Linked DNA regions of Sus scrofa: regions 1 and 3 are each linked to region 2. A link is a contact called in public Hi-C and promoter capture Hi-C data. All regions are on one chromosome and are shown on one strand. Each heading gives the region's core, a stretch centred on a gene start, on an enhancer-like site or on the middle of the called end of the contact. The rest is flanking DNA. Distances are from core to core; before and after follow the strand shown.

The links. Promoter capture Hi-C pulls out the DNA fragments that hold promoters and counts their contacts. A called contact is a pair of places that touch in the nucleus more often than the background predicts.
Region 1: a promoter capture Hi-C map of fetal liver shows a contact between it and region 2, with 4 times the contacts expected there. The contact joins the promoter of CCDC186 here to the promoter of CASP7 in region 2. A contact is called at or near these places in 3 of 5 promoter capture datasets (fetal liver, fetal skeletal muscle and liver) and 1 of 2 datasets of contacts at active chromatin or transcription factors (alveolar macrophages).
Region 3: a Hi-C map of retroperitoneal adipose tissue shows a contact between it and region 2, with 1.8 times the contacts expected there. The contact joins the enhancer-like site here to the promoter of CASP7 in region 2. A contact is called at or near these places in 4 of 5 promoter capture datasets (fetal liver, fetal skeletal muscle and liver), 8 of 47 Hi-C or Micro-C datasets (adipose tissue, blood, embryonic fibroblasts and 5 more) and 2 of 2 datasets of contacts at active chromatin or transcription factors (alveolar macrophages and skeletal muscle).

Annotation. Positions count from the first base shown.
Region 1 is chr14:124,519,484-124,523,994 of Sscrofa11.1, reverse strand. It overlaps CCDC186 (coiled-coil domain-containing protein 186), which reads left to right and starts at 2,850. Exons shown (of 17, transcript XM_001927027.7): 1 at 2,850-3,066.
Region 2 is chr14:124,016,160-124,020,171 of Sscrofa11.1, reverse strand. It overlaps CASP7 (caspase-7), which reads right to left and starts at 2,396. Exons shown (of 7, transcript XM_021073322.1): 1 at 1,550-2,396. It also overlaps a transcript of NRAP not described here.
Region 3 is chr14:124,452,304-124,456,678 of Sscrofa11.1, reverse strand. No RefSeq gene overlaps it. Among named protein-coding and RNA genes, the nearest start is that of ADRB1, 54 kb to the right of the region's middle. Within about 2 kb of position 2,373, at least 13 of the 83 cell types and tissues checked have an H3K27ac peak or open chromatin away from gene starts, as enhancers often do. A contact at or near this core is called in liver and retroperitoneal adipose tissue, where this site is marked.

The DNA.
Region 1 (4,511 bases), core at 1,601-4,100, 500 kb before region 2:
AGTTTTCAGAATGTGATGATTCCTTGGCATCCTTGAAGGTAACCAACGACATTTTAAAAAATCAACATACTCATTGATTTTTAACCTAGTAGATGTGTCTCAATTGCTACTATTTTTGAACCCTGAAATTTTCCCATCTTTGACCAGTGGGAACACCTTTGAACACCTTTGGCTCCTGGCTCCTGAGTCTTTTTGACACACTCCTATTTTTGTTTTCTTTGCATTCTTTTTTTGGGGGGGGGGCACACACCTGCAGCATACGGAAGTTCCCAGGCTAGGGGTTGAATTGGAGCTTTAGCTGCTGGCCATAGCCGCAGCCACAGCAACGCAGGATCCCAGTGCGTTCGTGACCTACACCACAGCTCACGGCAGGCAATGCCAGATCCTTAACCCACCGAGCAAGGCCAGGAATTGAACCTGCATCCTAATGGATACTAGTGGGATTCGTTTCTGTTACGCCGCAGTGGGAACTCTCTTCTTTGCATTCTGATATAACCAGTATATCCTAAGCTTTCTTACACATTTCTTGCCCCAAATATAGATTCAGGCCTTGAGCTCCAAGAGGAGCCCAGGTGATTTTTAGTGGGGAATTATATTTAGAGATTATAGGAAAATAGGGTTATGCATTGAGTTGATCATTGCTGTAGGCCTTTTCAGTGCACAGATTTCTTTTAACGGGAAAAAAAAATGCACCATGAGTTTATGCTAATATTTCTAAATTCAAATTTAGTAGTTCACACTGATGTTTCTAAAATCAAACTTAGGATTGCAGTGTTTTTACTTAATTTCTTTGATTTTAACAATCTTTTTTTTTTTTCCTTTGTCTTTTTTGCCTTTTCTAGGGCCGCACCTGAGGCATATGGAGGTTCCCAGGCTAGGGGTCTAATCGGAACTGTAGCTGCCAGTCTACACCACAGACACAGCCACGCAGGTTCCAAGCTGCATCTGCGACCTACACCACAGCTCACGGCAATGCTGGATCCTTAACCCACTGAGCAAAGGGATGGAACCAGCAACCTCATGGTTCCTAGTCGGATTTATTAACCACTGAGTCATGACGGGAACTCCCTGATTTTTTAATCTTTACATTTTCTTTTTTTTAATACTGAAAATCTTGGTTCCCAAAGATTATGTATATGCTTTATACTAATATATTTCAGAAATGACAGTATAAATGTTATTACCGACAATATGCATATTAAAAAGCTTAGAGTTTCTTTTTAAATGTTTCCCCTGGAAATGACATCTCAATAGTACTGTGCGGTCAATTTGTTGTTTTAAAGTCAAATCATTTCTTTATTGTCACATTTTAACTGCATGTTTTTTAAATATTTTTATTTTTTCTACTATAGTTGATTTACAATGTTCTGTCAATTTCTTCTGTACAGCAAAGTGACCCAGTTGTATATATCATATTCTTTTTCCTCACGTTATCCTCCATCTTGTCAGTATCTTCCTTTAAGAAGGAAGGTGCCATTTCCTGTTGAAAAGAGGAACAGAGTTACACAATATTGATTTCTTTTTTTAATATGGGGTTTTTTATTTTTATTTGGGGGGTTGTTTGGGGGTGGCTTTTGCCATTAGTTAGTATCAAAGAAGCTTAACAGAACAGGAAAAAGTTTTGCTTTATCAACTCGAATTGATGACTTGTTAAGATTAACTATATTTACTCGACTTGAGCTTTAGAAGTATTAAATCAAAGAACAGCACTTCACTGGACAGAGTTGGTTTGCAAAACCTCCACAGACTGAAACAGCTCACCTCTGATTGCGATTAGGCAAGGGTATTTAATACACTCCCCCCCATACAATTGTTATTATTATTATTTTTGCTAATTATTGAGCAGCTGCGTGTCAAACCCCATGCTGTGTGCCGTCAAGGAGCTCACAGTCCAGTACTGGACACGAACTGATCAACTGTTTATTATTAAACAATGGCAGTCGGTGCTACGCGGTGGATACAAACGCGGTGTTATGGAAACCCCTGGAGCCTCTCCCAGAGACTAGTTGTCAGGTGGGCAGGGAGGCTGCTCCTGCTGATTCCGCCCATGTCAGGTGCATCAGAACTGGGAAGTCACAATTTTGAATTCTCTCTTTTTTTTGTTGTTTGTTTGTTATTTTGTTAACACGGACACAATTTAACAATTCTAATTTTTTTGTAGTTTTTTTTTTAACAAGTCAGGTGCCATAAACATTCAAATAATCCATTCTTTAAAAAGCACGTTTACAACATCAAAAGAAGATGAAATATAAACCTTTCTACCTACAATTTTTATAGATTAACCAAATCACAAAACCACAAATAAATGTTAAATTGTAACAACATGATGAATAAACATTCTGATTCTTAATAAAAATCTTCCTTTAACATTTGTTTTACACTTACCATTACACGAAATGGTCTATGCAGAATTTGGGGGTACATACGATACCAGGAAGGCATCAACAGTACAAAGCAGATACGAAGCGGTTTCAGAACTTGCTTGAGTGCTCTACATGGATATTGAATTCTCTTTTATTATTTATGCCCCTAAAATGAGTAAGGGCCAAAGGGTGAAGAGGAATTATCTCCAAGGGCGCGTCCTACAGGAAGCGATAACCCCTTTGGGCCGGGGCGGGGCTTGATACGCAGAGCTGTAGCCAGAGGCAGGAGGGAGAGCTCGCCGGGTCAGCCAGGGCGGGGGTATCCAGCAAGTCTAAGGGCAGGGCTGGGCGCTCAGGGGGCGGGAGACGGCTTTGCCGGCCCCGCCCACTGCAGACAGGTTACCCCGGCCCCAAGGTGCGTCGCGTCACACCTCCCACGCAGCGCTGATTGGCTTCTTCAGGAGGCCCCGCCCCCTCAGCAGTAGCCAGGCCGGCTTCGGCGTCGCCGCCATCTTTGTTGATGTGTCAGCTCCGCGGGGGCTTGGGGAAGGCGCGGCAGAGGTAACGTGGTCTCGGCTCTGTCCCCACCCCTGTCGCCCCCCCCACTTCCTGGTCTGCGGGACCCCGCTATGGAGAAGTTGGTCCCAGAGCCGGAGCTCCAGCAGTCTTGTTAGGGGTGTGGCCTGAAGCTCGGAGAAGTGGGGTAAGTGCCTCGGGGGGCGCTTGGGGCGGACCGGGGAGTCGCGGTGGCGTGCGGCCGACCGCTCACCTCTCCCGCGGTCCTGCAGGTTCTGGGGCCGGCTCCCCACCTCATTTCTCGAGGGAGCGAAGCGAGGGCTGGGGTACGGAGTTCGGAATCCCCTCCTCTCTGCCCCCCTCCCTTACTCCCCGGCCGCCAAAGGAGGAGGCGGCCGTGGGGTCGCGGGGGCTCATGGGGGCCGGGGCTCTGGAGCTACACCTAGAGCGCGGCGGAATTTGGGCGGATTCCTGGTCTCCCAGTGCCTATTGCAGCTGAGCCCCACCTGCTCGGTCCTAGACTCAATCTTGTAATTCTCTTTTCGTCTCCAAGTTGACTGTGTTCTTGTTTTATGTTTACTGTTGGCGACTTTTTACCCTTTTTCCAAATACTTCCATTATTGTGATTTAGATACGATTCTTTGGGATTGTGGATAGGAGAGAAATTGTTCTTGCTGTTTATGTTGCCTTTCGATCAAGGACATGAAGGCATTTGATAAACTTGGTTGGTAAGGATCATATTTCAAATTAGGGTCTTTGTCAAACTTGTAAAATGGTAAAAGCCCTTCTACACGTCCCCTAGTAGCAACTTTGGGGAACAGTGCAGTTACAAGTATTGCTTGACTTTTGACAACTTAAAAACTTCAGCTAATATTTATATCCTGATTTTGTTCAGAGGGAAGAGGCCTGGATTTGGAGTTGGAACATTTAGACTATTTTTGATTTGATAATCTTGTTAACTTAGAGGAATTATATAGTTAGTAATGCTATGCAGACCCAGACAGTTGGCAGTTTTCTGTGTGTGTGTGATGTACCTTTGACACCCATTTTTCTTATTTCTTCCAAAATGATAGATTGAGAGTTTTTCTAAGGAAAATGTGCGGTAAATCAGTGGAAGTGTTCCAGAAAAGTACTGATAGTCATTCAAAAAAAAAAAAAAAATCTGTTAGGTGTTCAGATATGCTAGTTGTGGGTGTAGCTTTCCCAACTACTACTTACGCCTTCATATTTGTAGTGTTGATCTTGTGGGAAAGATTAAGGTTCTGGAGATACTGATAGTAAAACTAGAGTGTCTTTGTATAAAGTATACTGTTCTCTATACAGCTATTTTCTAGTACTTTATCCACAAGCAGAAAACAGTGATGATTGGCATAGTTTTTTTCATTTTTCCTGTTATTTTAAGCACAGTGATGGTATAGAGTGACTCACAAATCTTGAAGTGTAAAGAATTAAAACTCCTTATTCATTGTAATAGGCAAGACTGTATAATTACTGAAGATTCTACCTGGAAATCCATGGTTTTTTTTTTTTTGCTTTTTGTGGCCCTGGGGCATATGGACGTTCCAGGGAAAGGGGTTCAATCTGAGCTACAGCTGCCTGCCTCCCCACAGCCACAGCAATGCAGCGAGCTGC
Region 2 (4,012 bases), core at 1,147-3,646:
CAGAACCAAAGAGATCCAGGAGGATGCTTGAGGATGCTTGAGAGCCCAGTCATGATGAACCAAAGATCTAAGGTTCGATCAGTGCCTCCATCTATTAGCCACAGACATTGAACAAACTACTCAATCTCTCTAAGCCTCAGTCTCCTCATCTGTAAAATGGGAAAACGGTGATGCCTAAGTCACATGTGACTCTGAGGATGAACAAAACGATGCATGTAAAATGCTAAACATGGTGTCTAAACCTTCAATAAATATTCCCTGTTATCACCGCTCTCCGCAGAACTCAAGACTAAGGCAACAGCCAACTGTCAACCCTCACCAGTACCTTGAAATCACATTCATGTTTTAAGCACCTTTTGTGGAAACTGAAACAGAACACTCCTCTAGCAATTATTTCCACACACAGCTTCATAGGTGACTGGTACAGGTCACCTCCCAGCCATTGTCTGAATTTCTTTGCAGCTGCTTCCCCTGGAAAATGACACAACACGACTGGTACCTCACTTGTGTCCCAGTGAAGACAATCACCCTAAAAGGCTCCAAGAGAAGAAGCCCACAGGACCTCCACCTCTCACCTCCAGCATCTGGGGAAGGAGAGGGCTCTGCTGGGCACTGAAGTACTCCACTGACAACTGATACACGACTGCTAGGAAGCTGGAGCCTTGATCCTGTATTGAAGAAACTTTGGTTTCCTCAGAGGGATTAAGTAACCTGCCCTAAACCACACAGCTAATAGAAGACAGAAGTGAATTATGAACCTAGACAGTGGCTGGCTATCCTAGATGAAAGTCTGGCTGTGGACCCTGAAGGAGGAAACAGTCTGTAAGCAAACAAACCTTAGGGCCATGCCCTTAGCCAGCCCAGGAGTTCAAGGGAGAAAGCTTGGGAATGACTCACTAGACTCACCCACAAATAATTTTACTGCCCCACAAAAGCCAAAGGTGAATACAACGGCGAAGAGCTGCAGCCTGAGAGTCCTGCCTTCTTCCACTTCCTCAAAGAATCTTCCAGCGCCCTGCACCAGGCACAGTGATGAGGGGATGACAGGAGCTTACACACCCTGACAGCACTGCTCTGCGCCCCAACCCCCTCACTCCATCCTCGCAGCAGCCGCCACCCCGGGCCCACCACTATCCCCATTACACAGACGGGCACAGAGAGGGCCAAGGCCTCACAGCAGAGAAACAGAGTGGGGGGGAGGGGGGGACTGAACCCACGGCTGCCCCACAAGGGAGCTCTCACTGTTAGCCAGCCCAGGCCCTTCCCACCCTTCCAAATCCATCCCCCCTTCTCTGCCAAATCCCGAAGAGCACCGGTGACCCAAGCCCGGCGACTAGGAGGGAAGGGAGGGACAAGCTGAGCAAGCAAGTGATGTTGGGGGCGGGCAGAGCTCTCTCCCTCAAGTTCAGTGGAGCCGTCGGGGCCGCCCAGTCCCTGGGGATCGAATCCCACCGACGGCGCTCGGGGTGGCAGGAGCGAGGGCAGCCGGACGGCCAGGGAGAACGCGGGCGAAAGGAGGGCAGGGCGGAAGCGCGGCGGCCGAAGTTACCGTTCCCACGGCGTCCAGAACTGGTGCTGTCTCAGTCCCTCCGCCCCGAGGGTCTGCGGCCGCTCCAACGAAAGCGAAAGTAAAGCCGCAACGCGGCCAGGGGAGGAGTCGCCCCGGGCAGGACGCCGACCCGGCGGGCGGGGCTGCGGGCCCCGCCTCCGACTCGGGACCCCGCGCTTCTCAGAGTCGGCCGCGCGCGGGACCACCGCGCCGCCGCGCCCCGTCGGGGAGGGCGCGCTCTCACGGTCGCGCGCGTCGTCGCGGAGGGCGCCCTCGGCAGGCAAAGCTGGTCGCGCGCACCGGACGCGTCCTGGGCAAAGTTTGCAGAGATCCACAGGGGTCCCGGAGCTGCGCGCGCAATCTCCAGGAGAAAGTTCTGCAGCGTCCACTGCGCTCCAAGTGACCTGAAGGGCGCGCTCCGCAGACCCGGCGCACGCAGCGTCCCAGTCGGGCGGACTGAAGAGTGCGCCCTGCCGACTTCGCGGCGCTTGATAATGGGGCGCTGGTCAGAGTCCACCTTCCTGCCCTCCCGCTGCCTCCGGTCTACACCGCGACTTCGGCCTCCGCACCGGCCCTGGGACCTGTTCCAAAGGCCCAACGGCTCCTCCTCAGCCAAATCCTGACCCTGATCGTCTATGCGGGGGACTGGGTGCCCGCATCTTCCTGAGTTACCGTCTCCCTAGGGCCAGCCGAGGGAGCCGCCGTGGTCTCCTGCCGCTCAGAACTTGCTTCCATTCGCTGACGCGCCTTCCTCACGCGTGGGCGGCAGGAACTAACAGTTTTCTGCAGAGCACGTCCACACCTCTTAACAGAGCCTGCTGGCCGGGACGTAGCGCCAGAATCATTCATGGACTATTTATTGAGCGCCCTCATGTGTCAGCCACTGGGTACTTGGCCATGAGTTAGTCTAAAACGGGAGAGAGTCTAATATGGTACTTTCACTCGTGCCACCTAACCCCCAGCCTTGCATCCCCAGGTCCCCCAACACCCATGCATGCTCCCACTTTTGTCTTTATTCAACCTGGGACCTCCAGCTGAGGCCTCCAAGGCCTTGCTCTCCAAGATTCCTCGGGGGAGCAGCTTATGCATGCAGTTACACTGAAGTGTAAATAGCTAAGGAGACCTGACAGTTTTATTCATACCAGAGATGTTTGCTTTGAAAGAACTATCAACGCCTTCAGTGAAAGGAACGAACCTTCTTCGTCGTGCATCATTAGGCAAGAACGCATCTCGTCTTTTTGTTTGCTGTCCCCTGGGCCTGAGACTTCAATATCGTCCATAATATCTTACCAGGTAAGGACGCTTCCTTGATTTAAGGAAGACTGGCCGCAGGCAAGTGTAAGGGAGTGATTATAATTTATTACCTTCTGCCAGAATCCTGAATTCCTGAATATTTCAAACAGGCAGTTACACTATTTCCACTATGGATGTGCTATAGGTTGTTTGGGCCACCTACCTCCCTGCCAAATTCCTATGTTGAAACTAAATCTCCAAAATGATGGCATTAGGAGGTGGGGGCCTTTGGGAGGTGCTTAAATCAGGAAGGTGGAGCCCTGGTGAGTGGGATTAGTGCCTTGATAAAAGAGGCCAGGCTGAGCATCCTGGCCTTTTCTATCATGTGAGGACATAGAAATTGCAGTCGGCTACCCCAACGTGGGCTCTGACTAGAACCCAACCATGCTGGCACCCTGATCTTAGCCTTCTGGCCTCCAGAACTGTGAAGAATACGTTTCTGGTGTTTATAAGCTATTCAGTTTCTGTCTTTTGTTATAGCAGCCAGAACAGACTAAGACAGGCTGCGCTACTCTTTTCTTTAACAGCCATGTTTCTGAAATGTCAAGGCGAGCCAAGTCATGGTAGACACAGAGTTAATTTTCTTTTTGAAGGAATTCAGTGGTGAATCATTTGAGAAATGGAATAAAAAGCCTATTAGTAGGGCAAATAGGTTACCCTATGATTTATCGCATTTATGAATTCAAGTTTTGCAGGTTATTCGTGAAATAAGATGAAACACGGTGTTAGATATGGGAGCCACCTTCACAACTAATCCCTCTGCTGGTATTATAGATACAGAATCTGAGGCTCAGAGAGGTTGTCCACACTACAGGCATGCTAGTGGCAGAACCAGGATCAGGTTGCCTAGAAAAATAATGTATTTTCCATCCACAAGAAAGGTCTACCATAGATTATATGAAGCAATTTTGTTTACATGTGTCACACACAGGAATTCGTTGCTGGCTCAGATAGGAAGATGATTTTAAGGAAAACTTTCTTTTTTTATTTTTTACTTTAATGATTTTTATTTTTTTCCATTATAGCTGGTTTACAGTGTTCTGTCAATTTTCTACTGTACAGCAAGGTGACCCAGTCACACATACATGTATACATTCTTTTTTCTCACATTATCATGCTGCGTCATAAAGAAAACTTTCTTTTTTCAGTTCTGTAGTGTAGTTCTCTTAT
Region 3 (4,375 bases), core at 1,124-3,623, 440 kb before region 2:
GGGTTTTTTTTTTTTTCCCCCCTAAGTAAATTGTTTTATTTGATAAAGAATTTTCAAATGAGGCATGTGGACTGAAGTTCATTCTCTCCCTTAATGGCTTTGAGCCTTTGCTAGTCAGTTAGGGCGGCTGTGACAAAACACCACGGACAGGGTGGCTTAACAGATTTTTTTTTTTTTTTTCCCTCCCAGCCTCAGAGGCTAGATGCCAAAATCAAGGTGTTGGTAGGGTTTTTTTTGTTTGTTTGTTTGTTTGTTTGTTTGTTTTTCCCCTGAGGTCTCTCTCCCTGGCTTGCTCATCAGGTCACCTTCTTATGTCTTATGTCTTTACACGGTCATCTTTCTGAGCAGGCACACAGGGCGTCCTCATACGCGTTCTCTTTCTGTGTCCTAATATCCTTTTCTTATAAGGACGTGAATCTCATTGGAGTAGGGCCAGCCTCATGACCTCATTTTAGCTTAATTACATCTCTAATGACCCCATCTCCGATACAGTCCCATCCCGAGGTCCCAAGGGTTAGGGTTCCCACATGTGAACTTAGGGGGACAAAGTTCCAGCCCAGAGCAGAGTCTCCTTTTCCTCACTGGGAAAAATGGACGAAAACTTCCCCTCCTTCCTTTCATTTAGACTTCGCATGTCAGAGGCTACCAAAAAAAAAGCAAGTTATTATGAGGGTAGGACAGGCAGCTCAGGACAATGTGTCTTATGAGCCAATGTGAAAGGTACATCCTCTGTACACACCCAAGCTTTGGAAGCCACGTTTGCCATGAAGAGATGAATTTGCAAAGGTGCCGCTAATGTCATGCTCTCTCATATATTTGAACTTACATGCAAATCACTTTTTCATTTATTTATTCCTCACCATCGATTGCACACCTACTCTCCTGGGCGCTGGGTCAATGTGATCCATTATCTACCGGTGACACAAAATGTCGAGTTGGCGGGATGGATTCTGTAGGAGGTTTTCTTAAGCAAGAGAAGACTCCTCATGTGTCTTCCTGTACAGCTTATATGGGGAGCTTCACCGAAAATCTCTCTTGCCTTCAACACCTTCCCCTGACTCTTCCCTCCTCAGTCACAGGAGGCTGCTCAGGATCTGAAGGTTCAGAAGAACTTGGAGGTGACCCTGGGTTTAGAACTGGAACCACATAGGTTAGACCCAGGATGAAGAAATTCAGATTCTGTCACTCTTAGAGGCTGAATATCTGATGCAGTGAGGTAAACCTGGGTTCTATGAAAAATAAGTTACACACACACACACACGAGTGTACAGAGGCCAGAAAAATTTGCACCTGTCCTTGAGTAAAGTGAGCAGCATTGGTATTTTTATTTTATTTGTTTTGTTTTATTTTATTTTATTTTATTTTGTCTTTTTGCCTTTTCTAGGGCTGCTCCTGGGGCATAGGTAGGCTCCCAGGCTAGGGGTTGAATCAGAGCTGTAGCTGTCAGCCTACGCCAGAGCCACAGCAACGCGGGATCCGAGCCGCATCTGCAACCTACACCACAACTCAAGGCAACGCCGGATCCTTAGCCCACTGAGTGAGGCCAGGGATCGAACCTGCAACCTCATGGTTCCTAGCGGGATTCGTTAACCACTGAGCCACGACGGGAACTCCAGCAAGAGTCCCCCAGTTCCACAGAGGGGAAAACAACACTATCATGCACTCTTGATCTCCTGCTCTCAAATTTTGAAGCTTCAAAGCTGAATGAGGAGCATAAAACCCAAGCTCTGATCTCCGCTGTGGGAACTCCTTCTCTGTCGCATGACACGGTGTGGGCACAAAGGGAACTATAGCCACACTCTGCCCAGGTATCCAAGAGCAAAGGGAGGACGCTTTGATTTCTTTCTGATGCCCAGTCCTGAGTGTGGAGTCTCGTGGTACAGGAGGAGTGCCAAGGAGAAATGAGAAGTCCAGAGCCATGAAACAGATTCGAAACTGAGGCAGAAACCAGCCTGCAATCCTAAAGAGGAAGGAACAAAAGAGCATCAGGCAGGCCACTTGCTACATGAAAAGAGCAACCTTGAAAACATGGGAAGAGGGACCTCAGGAATGGAACTTTTTACTTTGGGCCAACAGACCATTTTGTAGTTCTGAAACTCCTTTGGACTTTAATTCTGCTTTACTTCCAAAACGGGACTGGAAAGGGGGCTGATGAAGCCAAAAATATCAAACAGCTTCAGATCCTTGGTTAAAAACATTAGCAGCAACACCCGGCAGAGCTCACCTCCCCCACTCTTCGCATTTCATTGTAAGAGGAAAACCACGAGCCAACCCACCGAAGGGTGTTATAATTAACTCACAAGCCCTCCTGCGCTTCCTAGTGGTTTTCGAGTCTCTGAGCTGCAGAAGTAACGTGAGATGGGGTTATTTCATATGTGTTACGGAAGGAGGAAACCAAAACACCTTTTCAGTTCCTTTTGCTAAAAGAGTCCATTCCATCCATTTAATTTACTGTTTCCAGTTCATGGGAATCATCTCTTAGTGACATTTATTAGGCAAATCTGGGCTAAGAGGAGTTAACATGTGCTTATCAAGGTCTTCATGGCAAATAACAGAGATCAAGCCTGGCCCATCAAAGCAGAAAAAAACACGTTTATTCAAGCATATTAGATGCTGTCTAGAATCCCAGAGAGTGGAGAATAAACTTGGAGGCTGTATGATCACACAGTCCCTGACATCAATTCTGGGGCTGTCCGAAGTGAGGCTCCACTGCCTTCACTTTGGGCAAAGAGACGACAGCTTGTCCCTGACCACGTCTCACGTGGAACGAACTTCTGGGTCCTCTATCAACTGGCTGTGGTGGCCACCGTCTTGGCAGGGCTCATGTCCTGACTTGGGTCCTCTGGTCCTCACGTTCTCCCTTCCTCTCCAAAGATCTCTAAGGAAAATGCTCCCCACTTCCTCTTTTGGGAAACCCAACCTGATCCAAAAGAAGGGAGCTCATGCTTTGGAACCATCCCCACCCCCGCTGTACCCCCAGCTGCTGTGGCTCAGGTTAGCATCGTTCTATCTGGAGGGATACCTAGAGCTTAAGCTTGATGGTCCATGATGTTCAAGAGGAGAGTCAGCCCCCCTGGCAACCGAGCCCTCTAGGCTGGGTCTCCTTGCTCTGCCCTGGGCCTGGCAGGCACTCCTGATTCTTCGACTGCCTGGCCTGTTAGAGCAAGCTCATGAACATCTGAAAGAAGAACAAGTATGAAACCTCCAGGGGCAGTGTAATCTAGACCTCTATCAGGAAAGAAGCGGCTCACATACCCCGCAAGGCTTTTTTCCTGCAGGGACAGCCAGACTTATTTTTATGCAGAGCAGTCACCTTGGCATCCCCTCAGGTAGTAAAGGACCCAAACTACCCTTTACTGGCTATTCCTGTGGACGCTCTCAACAAGGGTTCCTGGCTGACCATTTATGGAAAGGACCCTTCCTCCTTTGGTTCTTCTCCAGCTCCCTCTTGGGGGTCAAAGGCATTTCATGGTCTGGTGCTACTTCCTCCCATTACCAAGTCACACGTCACCCTCCTTGTGTTAGTGGTACAAGGCTATATATTGAACATTTAACGTGGTGGAATAGCCAGCTTGAATATTAATGATGCCTATTTTTCTCTCAGCTGTAAGTTCATCCAGAAAGAATGAGAGGTATTTTCTCCTTCTTCTCCCAAGAGAGGAGCCAGGTTCTGTGTCCTGGATGTCTGGGCTTCTCCTGTCTAAGAGGAGCATTCGATGTCTTTGTTTTCAAAGTCTAGTTTCCTGCAGGAGACAGGACTCAACCCACTGGATTGATGAGGGCTCTGAGGGTTGAAGGGGCAGGTGCAAGGGTGCAGCCTCAAGGCCGGCCAGAGGCAAGGAGTGAGGTCCTGAAATGGTAAAGACCCACTTTAGCTTGCAGACACTACTTCGAGAAAGAGGACCCCTTGGAGGAGGGCTGGGTACCTGCAGGCCAGCGAAGGACCAAGTACTGATGTACAAGGCTCTAACAGCCAAGGCAATTGTCCCCTGGTACCCGGTCTGACATTCAAGGAGTGGAGTCTCACCATTGACCACCTGCTAGCCCCTGGAACAGGCCAGCCTGCACTCACGGAGCAAGTGAGGCTGGCTTCAGATGGATCCACAGCACTGACGGATGGCCGTGGGCCACACCCAGAAGAATCCCAGGGATATAAGGCGATCCAGCTGAGCACTGACCCCACACTTAGAGAATCATTTGGGGCCTTACTAAGTTTCTAGAGTTCCTTATAGTCCTCCAAGATTGGAAGTGGGAGCCCCAAAGAATAAGTCAATAATGGACCTCTCTCTGACCCTTAAAAGAAAATCTTATTTTGGAAAAAGTTAAATTTATAGAGATGTTGCAAAGATAGCATAGGGAGTTCATGACTACCCCT